Linked DNA regions of Sus scrofa: regions 1 and 2 are each linked to region 3. A link is a contact called in public HiChIP or PLAC-seq data. All regions are on one chromosome and are shown on one strand. The core of a region is the stretch at or near the end of the contact, and the rest is flanking DNA. Distances in the headings are between cores, read along the strand shown.

Region 1 (4,706 bases), core at 295-2,794, 130 kb before region 3:
CGTTTCCGTTGCACCACGACAGGAACTCCCTCTTTCAGATTTTTAATATTTTAACTAAATGCGTTTGTATTCCTTTAGTGATTTTTAAAAATTTCTAATTATTTGACTTTATTTTATTTGACTAAAATCCAATCATTTCAGGTCCTGGGAACATGGTCATAAAATCCAGGTGAGGAGTTCCTGTCATGGCTCAGTGGTTAGCAAATCCAACTAGTATCCATGAGGACGTGGGTTCGATCCATGGCCTTGCTCAGTGGGTTAAGGATCCAGCGTTGCATGAGCTGTGGTATAGGTCACAGACGTGGCATGGATCCCGCATTGCTGTGGCTGTGGTGTAGGCCGGTGGCTACAGTTCTGATTCGACTCCTAGCCTGGGAACCTCCATATGCCCTGGGTGTGGCCCTAAAAGACAAAAGACAAAAAAAAAAAAAAAAAAAAAAACCAGCTGAAATCTTCTGAAAAGGAAGTTGTGTTTTGGTTGACTCACATCTCTCACACCCTAATTTATTCCTGAACAACACTTCACATTTGACCATCTGATGGTCAAACTAGTAATCTGAAAACCAGCCTCAAAATTAACACAAGAACAAGAGAATATTTTCATGCCATTTAATAATGTTTCTGAGAGACAAATACATCAAAAGGGTTTCCACCCAGCCAATAAAGTGATTTAAATTTGTTGTAAAATGGGCTATTTGCTGACGTGTTGTTTTTCTTTAATAGAATTTTTGAGGGGTTGGAGCTGTAAGGTTTTTCTCTAGTGGATTTTTCTCCTACCATGGGTCTAAGCCTGACTTCCAAAGCCTCCTCCACCAACATTGGCGTCTTCACGAAATTCATCTCTTACCTGGCCCCCACACCTGCCATGGGCATACTGTCTGCCCTCTTTAAAACCTATATCCCATTTTGTGTGGATAATACGGTCATCTAGGAGGGTCCCATTTAGGAATCTCATGGCATTTTCAGCATCGGCTCTGAGATGGTATTCTACAAAACAGAAACCACATGCTGTTTTCTTTATATTATCCAGGCCCATAAAGACATTCTTGACATCACCACACCTACTAAAGAGCTCAAATATTTGCTCTTCAGTTGTATAAATGGAAAGATTCTCCACATACAGTGTGGAGCTTTCCATCAGTAATTTTTCATGCTCTTCGTTGTCGCCACGAAACTGCTGGTCCTGGTACTCGCTCAGCTCCGGGCAGGAGTTGCTGCGCTGAATTGTCAGGTCATTGGACATAGTGCCCCGTGGGTGCCGTGAAGGCCGCAGTTCCGGATCCAGGTCAGAAGCAGTAACACCACCAACAACAACAAAAAAAACAATCAAAGCCTAAAGTGAATTTTAAAAAAGTAAAGTTATGAGGAGGGAAACAGAAATGCAAACCTAAGTGTATATCTAAGAGGATTGTGCACAGACACCTCAGCTCTTGATCATGAAGATCGCATCAAGGCAAACCCCAAATGGCAAGTTCCAAGCCCCAGGAACATGGTCACAACGTCCAATTGTGCAAGTCTTCCTGAAAGGAAAGTCAGGCTGCCTTTGGTTGACTCAGATCTTACACATCTCATCTGTTACCAAGGAACACATTTCCTAACAGTATCCTCTGGAAAAATACAGCATAAAACAGCCAAATGGATTGAATTTTCATGGATAACGAGCACTACTATGGTGTCTGATTGAGGGCTAGGCATCAGATAAATCACAGACATAATCAGGGTCAAAGCACAAATACAGTTGTCACTTACTCTCTCGTAATTTAAAATAATCCATTTTAATTCAACTCTATAATATGGAAAGTAATATATTGGATTGTTAGATCAGGCAAAGAGCCCCCTTATACCATCAAGTACTGAAGAATAAAAATGAGGAGTTCCGTTGCGGCTCAGCAGTAAGGAACCTGACTAGTGTCCATGGGAACGTGCATTCGATCCCTGGCGTCGCTCAGGGGGTTAAAGGATCCAGCGTTGCCATGAGCTGTGGTGTAGGTAGCAGACTGGGATCGGATCCCGCATGGCTGTGGCCGAGGCTGGTAGCTTCAGCTCTGATTTGACCCCTAGCCTGGGAACTTCCATATCCTGTGGGTGTGCGCCCCCACAAAAAAAAAAAAAAAAAAAAGAATAAAAATGAAAACTCCCTGGCATCATAAATCGGACCTAAATTAAGATGAGATGTTATTAGAAATAATTCCACTTTTCCTCTTAAACTTTAGAATGGCTTTTATTTAATTATTTGAATATTCCAAGTCTATTTTAAAAACCTTTTTTTTTTTAAAGCCCAAGTGTCTCACACCACACTTAAGTGTACCCAGGAAGGAAGAAATAAGAGAAAATGGTGACTCAGGAAAATCCCAAACCACTTGGGCCCAGATAATTTTAATGAATTATCTTTTCCCCCTTTACTAAATTTTCCCACTCCAGTCAAAGGCATTGAAAATGGGAGTTCCTGTCGTGGCTCAGTGGTTAACTTATCCGACTAGGAACCATGAGATTGCGGGTTCAATCCCTGGCCTCGCTCAGTGGGTTTAGGATCTGGCGTTTCTGTGGCTGTGGTGCAGCTGGCGGCTACAGCTCCTATTAGACCCCTAGCCTGGGAACCTCCATATGCCGCGTGTGTGGCCCTCGCAAAGACAAAAAGACAAAAAAAAAAAAAAAAAGGCATTGAAAATGATCAACTGGTTTTACCTACACTTTTCAAAAATATGCATTAGTTCTCTGGACCTCCCTCTATTTTTGCAATGGTTCCCAAATTTTAGTGTGAAAGAAATACCTTCAGAACTACATTGAAATGTAGATTCTTGGGGGGGGTATTTTTGATTTTTTAGTTAAAATATAGTTGATTTACAATGTTGTGCTGATTTCTGTTGTATAGCAAAATGGTTTATTTATACACACATATAAATTCTTTTTTATAATATTCTTTTCCATCATGATCTATCCATGGCTATAGTTCCCTGTGCAATATAGCAGGACCTCACTGTCTATCTATTCTAAATGCAAAAGTTTGCGCCTACTTACCCCCAAATTCTCAAGTTCATCCCTTTCCCTTCCCCCTCCTTCTTGGCAACCACAAGTCTGTTCATCTTGTCCATGGGTCTGTTTCTGTTTTGTAGGTAGGTTTATTTTTGCCATAGTTTATATTTTACATATAAGTGACATCATATGGTATATGTCTTTCTTTTTCTGATTTACTTCACTTAGTACAATAATCTCTAGTTACATCCATGTTGCTGCAAATGGCATTATTTTGTCCTTTTATATGGCTGAGTAGTATTCCATTTTATATATGTATCACATCTTCTTAATCCAGTCATCTGCTGGTGGACATTTAGGTTGTTTCCATATCTTGGCTATTATGAACAGTGCTGCAGTGAAACTTGGGTTCCTGTATCTCTATGAATCATTGTTTTGTATGGGTATATGCCCAGGAATGGGATTGCTAGATCTTTCTAGAAACACAGAGCCTACTGAAATTGAATCAAGAAAAAAAAATTTAATTTGAACAGACCGATCACTTTAAGTGAAATAAAATTTGTAACTAAAAAAAAAAAAAACTCCCTACAAACAAAAGTCCAGGACCAGATGGCTTCACAGACGAATTCTACCAAACATACAAAGAACTTATAGCAATTCTTTTCAAACTCTTCCAAAATACTGAAGAAGAGGGAATACTCCCAAAGACATGCTGTGAAGCCACCATCACCCTGAAACCAAGACCAGACAAAGATACTATGAAAAAAGAAAATTACAGGCCAATTATCTGTGATGAATATAGATGCAAAAACTCTCAGTGAAATGCAGATTCTTGAGGCCTACCCCTAAGAGATTCTGGCTCAGTAGATTGAGGCAAGATCTAGGAACCGACATTGAACATTTAAACTGCACCCTTCGGAGTTCCCGTCGTGGCTCAGTGGTTAACGAATCCGACTAGGAACCATGAGGTTGTGGGTTCCATTCCTGGCCTTGCTCAGTGGGTTGAGGAGCTGGTGTTGCCGTGAGCTGTGGTGTAGGTCGCAGACGTGGCTCGGATCCCATGTTGCTGTGGCTCTGGTGTAGGCCAGCAGCTGCAGCTCCTATTCGACCCTTAGCCTGGGAACCTCCACATGCCTCGGAAGGGGCCCAGGAAATGGCAAAAAGACAAAAATAAAAAATAAACTGCACTCTTCAGTGATCCTGATGCAAGTGGTCCAAGGACCACACTTGGAGACACTCTGCTGAGGAAATGCATACTCTTAACAAAAATTTAATGAGCACTCTTTATTTGCCAGGTACTATGCTAAGTGCTGTGAATGCAAAAATGAAAAAGACTGATACAAGTGCGATTTTCGGAAATTATTGTATCCCCAGCACCTAACATAAGCAATGACTCGCACCCATGGTAAACATATAATAAAAATCTGTTGAATGAAAGGACTCATGAGTTCAGAATTGAATGATGTAGCCACACAAATAAACGAGAAAAAATGATATGGTGTGTGCAATACTATTTTAGTGATACACATGCGGAAAGGGAGAAGGGAACTAACATTTATTGGGCATCTACTTTGTGATGGACATTGCATGCATTTTCCACTACATCATATAGGAGGAGAAAGAGTTACTCAGCTTGGAGGCTCCAGAGAAGGCGTCCAGGGCTGCATGCACTGATTCTCAAATGACAAGAATGTGTGTGTGTGTGTGTGTGTGTGTGTGTGTGTGTGTGTGTG
Region 2 (4,160 bases), core at 528-3,027, 200 kb before region 3:
TGCTCTTCCATCTCCTGCAAAATACTCACTGAATAGCTTGGCTAATAAACATTTTACAATACCAAATAAATTTTTTTTAATTTTTTTTTATTTTTATGGCCGCACCCACAACACATGGAAGTTCCCAGGCTAGGGGTCGAATCCAAGCTACAGCAGCCGGCCTGTGACACAGCCAGAGCAACTCGGAATCTGAGCCACGTCTTCGACCTACACCACAGCTCACAGCAACGCTGGATCCTCAACCCACCAAGTGAGGCCAGGGATCTAACCCGCATCCTCATGGATACTAGTCAGGTTCATTACCACTAAGCCACAATGGGAACTCCCCCAAATAAATACTGAATCACTATGTTGTACATCTGGAACTAACCTAGTGTTGTATGTCAATTACACTTCAATTAAAAAAAAAAATCCCCCAAACTCTCAGTTACGAAAACCACTAGAGATGAAAGCATCTGTCTCCCTCCCAAAACTTTTCTTTTGCCTTTGCTTAGCGGCAGTAATCAAGAGGAATTTGGGCAGGATAATTGGCAAGTTTACTTAAGTACCAATGTAAAGAATGCCTTAGATAGTCTTGCAGAAGGGCAATGAACTTTTCCATACTAAATAAAACATGTTTGATCCGGTAACTGAAAACCAGCAGCTTATTGAGCATAATACCCCCTTTCAGGGTACCACCTTTGCACGGCTATTGGTGGGTGATTAAATAGGGCCACTTGGCTGAGATTTCCAACATTTTCAGTGCTGCAATTTCATTACCATTCCCCCTTCCCAAGGAACGTTCTAGTTCATGTGTTAAATTTGAAATTGATTGGGAACCCTGGAGAAGGGCTGTCTTCTCCACCCTCAGAAATAACGATAATCTTCTAGAAGTCCCGAGGTCAGGGCTAGCGATCTCTGGCAAGGGTATGGTGCCCGCAAATACTACCAGTAGTACGAGTACTATTAATACTAACAACTGCTCCTACGATTACTCCTACTCCTGTCACCACCACTACCATTACTGCTACTGCTCCTACCATTGATTGAGCTTCGACTATCCGCCCGTTACAGCAGCAAGCATTTTACGTGCACTGCCCTTCCCTTCGAAATGTAAGTAGCCTGAGTTTCATACGTGATGAAACGGACGCTCAGAGAAGTGATTTTTGTCCAAGGTCACACAGCTAGCACACCCGACGCCAAAGCCACCACATCACACGGCATCTCAGAACCTACACACTTCTTTCTAGGAGAGGGGAGTTGTAGAAACGGAAGCTTGGAAGCTGCGCAGGGGGGCCTAGGATTGGAGAGGTGGCTGGAAGCCAAGGCAGGATGGGAAATGAAGCACGTGTGGTCAGAGTCAGGGGATCTAGTGAGTCCTGGAGTTAGTTACCCAGTCACACAATAAACAACTGGAGTATTGTACGAGTACGTCTGTGAGTCTGATTGTTTTGTACTTCAAAAGGATAATTACCACTCTATTTCTCTCCTTACTTTCATGATCAAACTTCTCACGGCATGCGTTTCCTTAAAACTACTTTCTCTTTGACCTCTCGCTCTTCTAGCCTCACCTTTCCACTGAACCTTTGTTCTCAAAGGTCACTAACGATATCTTCCTGTATAACGTGCTGTTCGAATGGATTCTTTCAAAATTTCCCTACCTTGAAGGCCTCTCTTCCTTTGCTATTTAGAGCCTCTGTTTTGTTCGTTTTCCTTCTCCCTTCTGCTCTTTCTGTTCCTCTTTTGCTTTCCTCCAGAATTCACACCCATATATCACTCCCCTTACTCATCATTACAAGCCATCCTCACAATGGGTGAATAACGAGAGCTAGCCAAATGACGTGTACCTTGGCCTTGCAAAGCAATATAATGGCGGTGGTTGGGGCACAGGTTCTGGAGCTCAAGTGCCTGGATTCCAGTCCCCTCTCTGTTACCTACTAGCAGCCTGACCTTGGCAAATCACTTCCATGTCTCTGTATCTCAGTGTCTTATCTGTAAAGCAAGAATAATAACAGTGTTTATTTACCTCATAGAGCTGTTGTGAGGATGAAATGAGTTAATACCTATAAAACATCACAGGAAATCTTCATTAAGTGTTACTTACTATCACAGTCCGTATAGAGGCAGTACCTAAAATGCTGGAAATGAGGAAGACAAACACCATATGATATCACTTATATCTAGAATCTACTATCTGGCACAAAGGAACCTTTCCACAAAAGAGAAACTCATGGACTTGGAGAAAGACTTGTGGTTGTCAAGAGGGAGGGGGAGGGAGTGGGATGGTCTGGGAGTCTGGGGTTAATAGATACAAACTATTGCCTTTGGAATGGATAAGCAATGGGATCCTGCTATATAGCACTGGGAACTATGTCTAGTCACTTATGATGGAGCATGATCATGTGAGAAAATAGAATGCATACATGTATGGGTAACTGGGTCACCATGCAGTACAGCAGAAATTGACAGAACACTGTAAACCAACTATAATGGAAAAAATAAAAATCATTAATGAAAACATATAAAATGCTGGTTATTGCTACAAATGAATGAGTTCCTTCTGACATTTAATTTTTTAAACACACGCTGCCCCGCAGTTATCTCATAAGAAGCTCCATAGTCTTTCCATTTATTTTTGCAAAGTCCGTTTGTGGTTGTATTCAGAGTGACGAACAATTGGATGGATGTGCCCTGGGTTTTCTTCTCATTCTCCACATTCTCGTGGCTTTCAGTGCTCCTTAGATGACTCCCAAGTCTTTATCCCTTTCCCAGACCTCTCTCCTGACCTTCAGATCCAGCTAGCTGGCCACTAGGCATTTCCTCCTTGACCCTCTGACCCACAGCACAACAAATCTCCCATGTCCCAAAAGAACGCTGTCTGTATCTCCTAACCTAGTGAAAGGCAACACATCCGTCCAGTTACCCAAGCCAGAACCCTATGGATCATCATCCTACTATTTATTTTCTCACCCCTCCACCCCTTGCATCTAACTGATCACCCCATAATATTGATTCCATCTCCTCCAAGTGTGTTTTGCACTTATCCCCCCTTCCCTAGCCCTACTGCTACTGCCTTAGGTTAGGCCTTCATCTCTCCTTGTTATCAGTAAAAGCCACCTAACTGGTCTCTTCGCCTTCAGGTGTGACCCTTGACCCTTGTTCCATCCTGCACACTACAGCCAGAGCAATCCTGAAATGAAGACTTCATCCAGTCATTCACCTGCTTTATATCCTTCCATGGGTCCCCAGGGACTTCGGGATAAAGTCCAACACCGATCCCTGGCATATGAGGCCCTGGCTACTTCATATGCACCTCTTGCAATGATTCTCACATGTCACATTCCAGCTGAACCAAGCTTCTGGTGGTTCCCTGAACACCTCGAGGCTGTTTCCCCTTCTGTGTCCTCCCATATGTTCCCCTTCTCTCTCTTTTCTCATTTTTTCTTGGCAGAATTCTACTCTTGGTTCAAGATAACTTGATTTTTATTTCCATTCTGCAGTCTTTCCTAAGCCTCTGAGGCAATTAGGTGTTTCTTTCTCTGTGCTAGCTTGTCATCTTGCACTTACCTTCATTACAATAATTATATTTGTATTAGATTTGACATTTTACCTGTCAGGCAAGTTTCTTGAGGGCAGAGACCATTTCCTATTTATCTCCATATACCCAGTGTATAGCCAGGTACCATTTTGCTCGTACGACCTGCTCATTGCCCCCTCTGTAAATACCTCTGCTCTCTGTCTCAGCACAGGGAGGAATTTATTTTTCCCCTTTCGACGTCTGGCTAAATTGAATTTTTCCATTAAATGTTCCCTGATTACACTTACTTCACTCTAATCACTCCTTCACTGTATCATGTCCTCAGGGCTTGCAGAAGAGTCCTCCAACGAGCATATTTGTGCTTTCATGATTTAGATTCTATTATATTTTCTAGCTCAACCACTCTAAATCATGTAAGGATCATCTGCTGAAATCATCCAGAGCAGTGTTTTTTTTTTTTTTGTTTGTTTGTTTTGGGGTTTTTTGGGGTTTTTTTTGTTTTTGTTTTTTGGGGTTTTTGGGGGGGGGTTTTTTTTTTTTTTTTTTGCTTTTTAGGGCCATACCTTCAGCACATGTAAGTTCCCAGGCTAGGGGTCGAATCGGAGCTGCAGCTGCTGGCCTACATACACCACAGCCACAGCAA
Region 3 (4,142 bases), core at 1,404-3,903:
CAACCACTGTTAGACTTCCTGTCGCTATGGATGTGCCTATTCTGGATATTTGCACGTGCATTGTAACAGAATTCCCAGGTGATTTACTCTGCGGAATTTGAGAATTCTGCAGTTTGAGAAACACTGGTGTGAGAGACCTTCTAGAAGCAGCCCTTGCTCCCCTCCCACGATCATTGTCATGCAGACATGTGGGTCCAGAGTTGCTAGATTTTCTGCTTTTTCAAGAGAAGCCAGAAATGCAGATTTTTCTATGAAATCTTCCACTTTTTAAAAGGTTGGCAACTGAATGTATATATGTATGTGTGACTGGGTCACCTTGCTGTACAGTAAAAAACTGACAGAACGCTGTGAACCAGCTATAATGGAAACAAAAATCATTAAAAAATAAAAAAATAAAAGGTTGGCAACTGATTCAAATTTTTGGAAAACACAGTTCTAGCCAAACAAAACATGCCTGAGGGCTGGATTCAGCCTGTTAGCTGCCAGTATGCAACTTCAGATGGTCACCAGGTTCGTGCCCACACCCACCACCTCCCTACTCCAGCCATTGTCCATTTCTCCTTGTTTCCGTTTCCGTGGATGTGGGGGAAAAACCACTTTGCAGCCTCCTCATAAAATCCTCTCGCATCCACTTTTTCCCTTCTCTGAACCTACAGCTGTGCATTTGAGGACGTACTAGGTGTGCAGTGCTTCACATCTCTTGAATCACTTAAATCTTCACATCTTTATGGCAGATATCCTTCTTCCGCTTTTAAAGACAAGGAAACTGGAGCTCAGAGAGGTTAAGAAACTTTTCTGATGTTGCACAGTGGCTCTGCGTCCAGCTCTTGGACGTTGGTGCCTGGGATCTTTCCACTGCATCACGCTGCCTCCGCTTTGCCAATCTTTGCCCAGAGGTCCCATCGTTCATCTCCTTCTTCTTCTAAACCTTCTCCATTTCTCCCAGCCTCTGGACATTGCTCTTTGATGAAGACTAGACTGTCACAGAGCATGGGCGCAGCGAGCCTGGGACCTAGGTTTGCTGGAGAGAGTCTCGGTTTCAAACACTGAAGCTTGTTTCCCCTAAGCACATTCATCCTTGTCAAATATGCGTCCTGATCTTTGGTTTGGAAAATGCGGCCAACATAAGTGAGCCATGCTCTATTTTGAGGCTGATTCATATTCAGCTTGTGGTCAACTCCCTTTTTCACTTGGTGTTTTTCTTGTTTATTTGTGTTGAGCCAAATTATGTTGTTAGGTTTTGTCACTAACGAGCCCCTTGCACTTGTCCCCACTGAATTACATGCTGGTTTCCAAGGACCTTCTTTCTCCAGCTCATCCGACAGGAAGTCCTTCCCTCATCCCCTTTGGGTTTGGCCTCCTCCCAATCTTCTTTCATTTTCAAGTCACTTCAGGCTCTGCGAAACTGTCTCCACCCTCCCCAAATGTCCCATCTGTCTCCCTCCTTTCCCTGCTCTGGGAGCCCTAGTGTGGCTTCCTCGGGCCAGTGCACACAGGTGGAGGGAGATAGAATCTCTTGCCCTAAAGGGGTTTGGGGAGGAGGGTCTGGCCGTGGCTAAGAATGTCTCCTCATGGTGGCCTTAGGCTGCAAGCTCTCCTAAGCCAGCTCCAGACCTAACTTGGCCCCAGGAGGATGCCAGGGGTCTGTGGACTTCTCTTTAGATAAGATGGCTCCTCGGTAGGTAATGGGAGACCCTTTGGGAGGGGGGAGGTCCTTTAACTCAGTCCTGGCCCCCTTTGGGACATCCCATTGTCTGAATGCTGTGGAATCCCAGGCCGGTTGCTAGGCACAGGGCGCTCAAACAATGTAGTGTGACAGCTCCCCAGCCTGCCCCAGGGGCCTCCCCAAGCCACAAGGGTGTGGTTTGCAGTCTGGGTACATTCTGTACCCTCACTCCGGGGGCGGGTTTGTGGTTCTCGGTGCTGTGCAGCGGAGCTCCGCCCATGCCTTTCCTCTCCAGCCACAAAAACAAGCTTAGACACCAAGAGGGGAGGAATCGAAACAGAGGCTGTTACTGTACAGCTGGCCCCTGGAGACTCGGAGATGGACCCGCCCCCTTCCCCTTCCCCTTCCCTAAAGGCATCCCAGGGTAGAAGGCCAGCACTGTCACCTGCTCTCTACTGCCGGTTCTTCGATTCCCACCCCATGCCTTTTTGAAGCCACCTTTTTGCTGAGCCACCCAGCAACTGCCTACGGGGGATGCAAGGCAGCACTCTTTGGGGACTGGCTGTCACCGCCTTTCCCAGAGACCCCACACCATAGCTTACCTCACTATGGGTAGGCACTGTTGTAAAGCACCTGACATATCTCATTTAATCCTCGCAACCACTGGAGAGACGTCCCTGGGCTTTTGTCAATCACATCTTACAGACAAACAGGAGGCCCAGAGAGGTTAAACACGATGGCCAAGGTCATAAACCATCAAGTGGCAGAAGCAGGATTTGAACCCAAGTCTGAGTCTATGGTCTTTCCACTGGGACTGGACGGCCAGCCCAGGACGATCCTGAGGACTGAGCAGGTAACACCTCCCAGCGATCTTTTCACTGGAGAATAAGCCAGCTCGGGCCTCGGAGGAAAGGATGTACTGCCTGGAAAAGCTGGGAGAAGCAGGCATGACCTTTGCCCAGTTACAGGGATTCCCCAGGACTCCCTGGGAGTCAGGCCACACCCAGCGCGGCTTCTGCTGGGTTGGCCGGCAGTGTCAGCTCTGGAGTCGGTAGGTGAGCGCGCTTGTGTGTGTGTGTGTGTGTGTGTGTGTGTGCGCGCGTGTGTGTGCAGGCGAAGCCTGGGGGTGGGGTGGGAGAGGAGGTGGCTAAAGGGAGGCATCTTCCCAGAGCTCTCTGGCACCCTCTTCAGGCAATGCACGCTCACTGCCGCTCCTCTCTCTGGATAACCAGCCTGGGACCTCTGAGGCTCTGTTCTTGGACCTCAGAACCCATCACCCTTCCTTGTAGGCGGCAAGCTCGATGGACCAGGCTGCGGCTGGCCCTGTTTTTATTTCTGTCTCTTTAATCTTTTTTTTAACCGTTTTAACCATGTTAAGTGTACCACACAGTGGCATTAAGTGCATTCCCATGTTGTGCAACCATGGCCACTATCCATCTCCAGACTTTTCCATCATCCCAAACTGAAATTGTACCCATTAAGCAGTCACTCCCCACCCCCTCCTCTCCCCAGGTCCTGGCAACTGCTATGCTACTTTCTGTCCCTATGAATTTGACAGTGCTAGGTACCTCGTATAAGTGGACCCATTCACTGTTTGTCCTGTTTTGAATGGCTTCCTTCACTTAATGTCATCCACGTTCATCCAGTTTGAAGCATGGGTCAGCATTTTATTCTTTCTTTTTAAGGCTGAGCAATACCCCACTGTATTACAGACTACATTTTTGTTTACCCATTTGTCCGCTGATAGACGTTTGGGTTTTCGCCTTTGGGCTATTTTGAATAATGCTGTGAACGTGGGTGTACAAGGATCTGCTCCAATCTCTGCTTTCACTTCAAGTCCCCCTGCCAGGGGTCAAACCTGGGCCACAGCAGTAACCAGAGCCACAGCAGGGGCAACATCTGATCCTTAACCTGCTGAGCCACCAGGGAGCTCCTCTCTGCTTTCACTTCTTTGAGACATCTCTCTAAGAGTGGATATGGAGGTATTAGCCCATTCCCCACAGCAGGCTAGTGGCCTGGCCCTCCTCAGAGGAAGCTTGCCATCACAACTTTCCACCCTGGCTCTGTTTTGTCTCGGCGCACCTGTCGGCACCTCTAGGAAAAGCTTTTCACGTCACCCTACCCTACCGCCATCCCATTGCCAAAGATCCGCAGCACCAACTCTGACTGGGGAGCCTCCCTGGGTTTCATTGACTATTTCTGCTCTGTGTATTTATGATCATATTCTCTCCTTTTGAAGACCATGTCTGTCTCAGTTGCCCTCTTTATCAGCATCCTCAGGACCACGACCACAGCTGCCATGGCCTTGGTACAATCAGTGGGAAGCAGTGTGGTGCAGCGATGAAGGGCTTGGGCTCTGGGGCCAGACTGCTGGGGGGTGGGGGGGCTTGAATCCTGCCTCGCTTCTAGTGTAACTTTGAGCAAGCTACTTGGCCGCACCATGCCTCAGTTTCTCCATCAGTAATGCGGGGACGAT

The links. HiChIP or PLAC-seq counts read pairs in DNA pulled down with a chosen protein or histone mark.
Region 1: a contact with region 3 is called in an H3K27ac HiChIP or PLAC-seq map of alveolar macrophages. The contact joins two enhancer-like sites. A contact is called at or near these places in 1 of 47 Hi-C or Micro-C datasets (liver) and 1 of 2 datasets of contacts at active chromatin or transcription factors (alveolar macrophages).
Region 2: an H3K27ac HiChIP or PLAC-seq map of alveolar macrophages shows a contact between it and region 3. The contact joins two enhancer-like sites. A contact is called at or near these places in 1 of 47 Hi-C or Micro-C datasets (liver) and 1 of 2 datasets of contacts at active chromatin or transcription factors (alveolar macrophages).

The regions. Positions count from the first base shown.
Region 1 is chrX:88,255,114-88,259,819 of Sscrofa11.1, reverse strand. It overlaps the pseudogene LOC102161152. Among named protein-coding and RNA genes, the nearest start is that of TSC22D3, 24 kb to the right of the region's middle. Within about 2 kb of position 1,544, at least 1 of the 83 cell types and tissues checked has an H3K27ac peak or open chromatin away from gene starts, as enhancers often do. A contact at or near this core is called in alveolar macrophages, where this site is marked.
Region 2 is chrX:88,330,183-88,334,342 of Sscrofa11.1, reverse strand. The region is part of intron 3 of MID2 (probable E3 ubiquitin-protein ligase MID2); the gene reads right to left. Among named protein-coding and RNA genes, the nearest start is that of MID2, 38 kb to the right of the region's middle. Within about 2 kb of position 1,777, at least 2 of the 83 cell types and tissues checked have an H3K27ac peak or open chromatin away from gene starts, as enhancers often do. A contact at or near this core is called in alveolar macrophages, where this site is marked.
Region 3 is chrX:88,126,927-88,131,068 of Sscrofa11.1, reverse strand. No RefSeq gene overlaps it. Among named protein-coding and RNA genes, the nearest start is that of PRPS1, 54 kb to the right of the region's middle. Within about 2 kb of position 2,653, at least 24 of the 83 cell types and tissues checked have an H3K27ac peak or open chromatin away from gene starts, as enhancers often do. A contact at or near this core is called in alveolar macrophages, where this site is marked.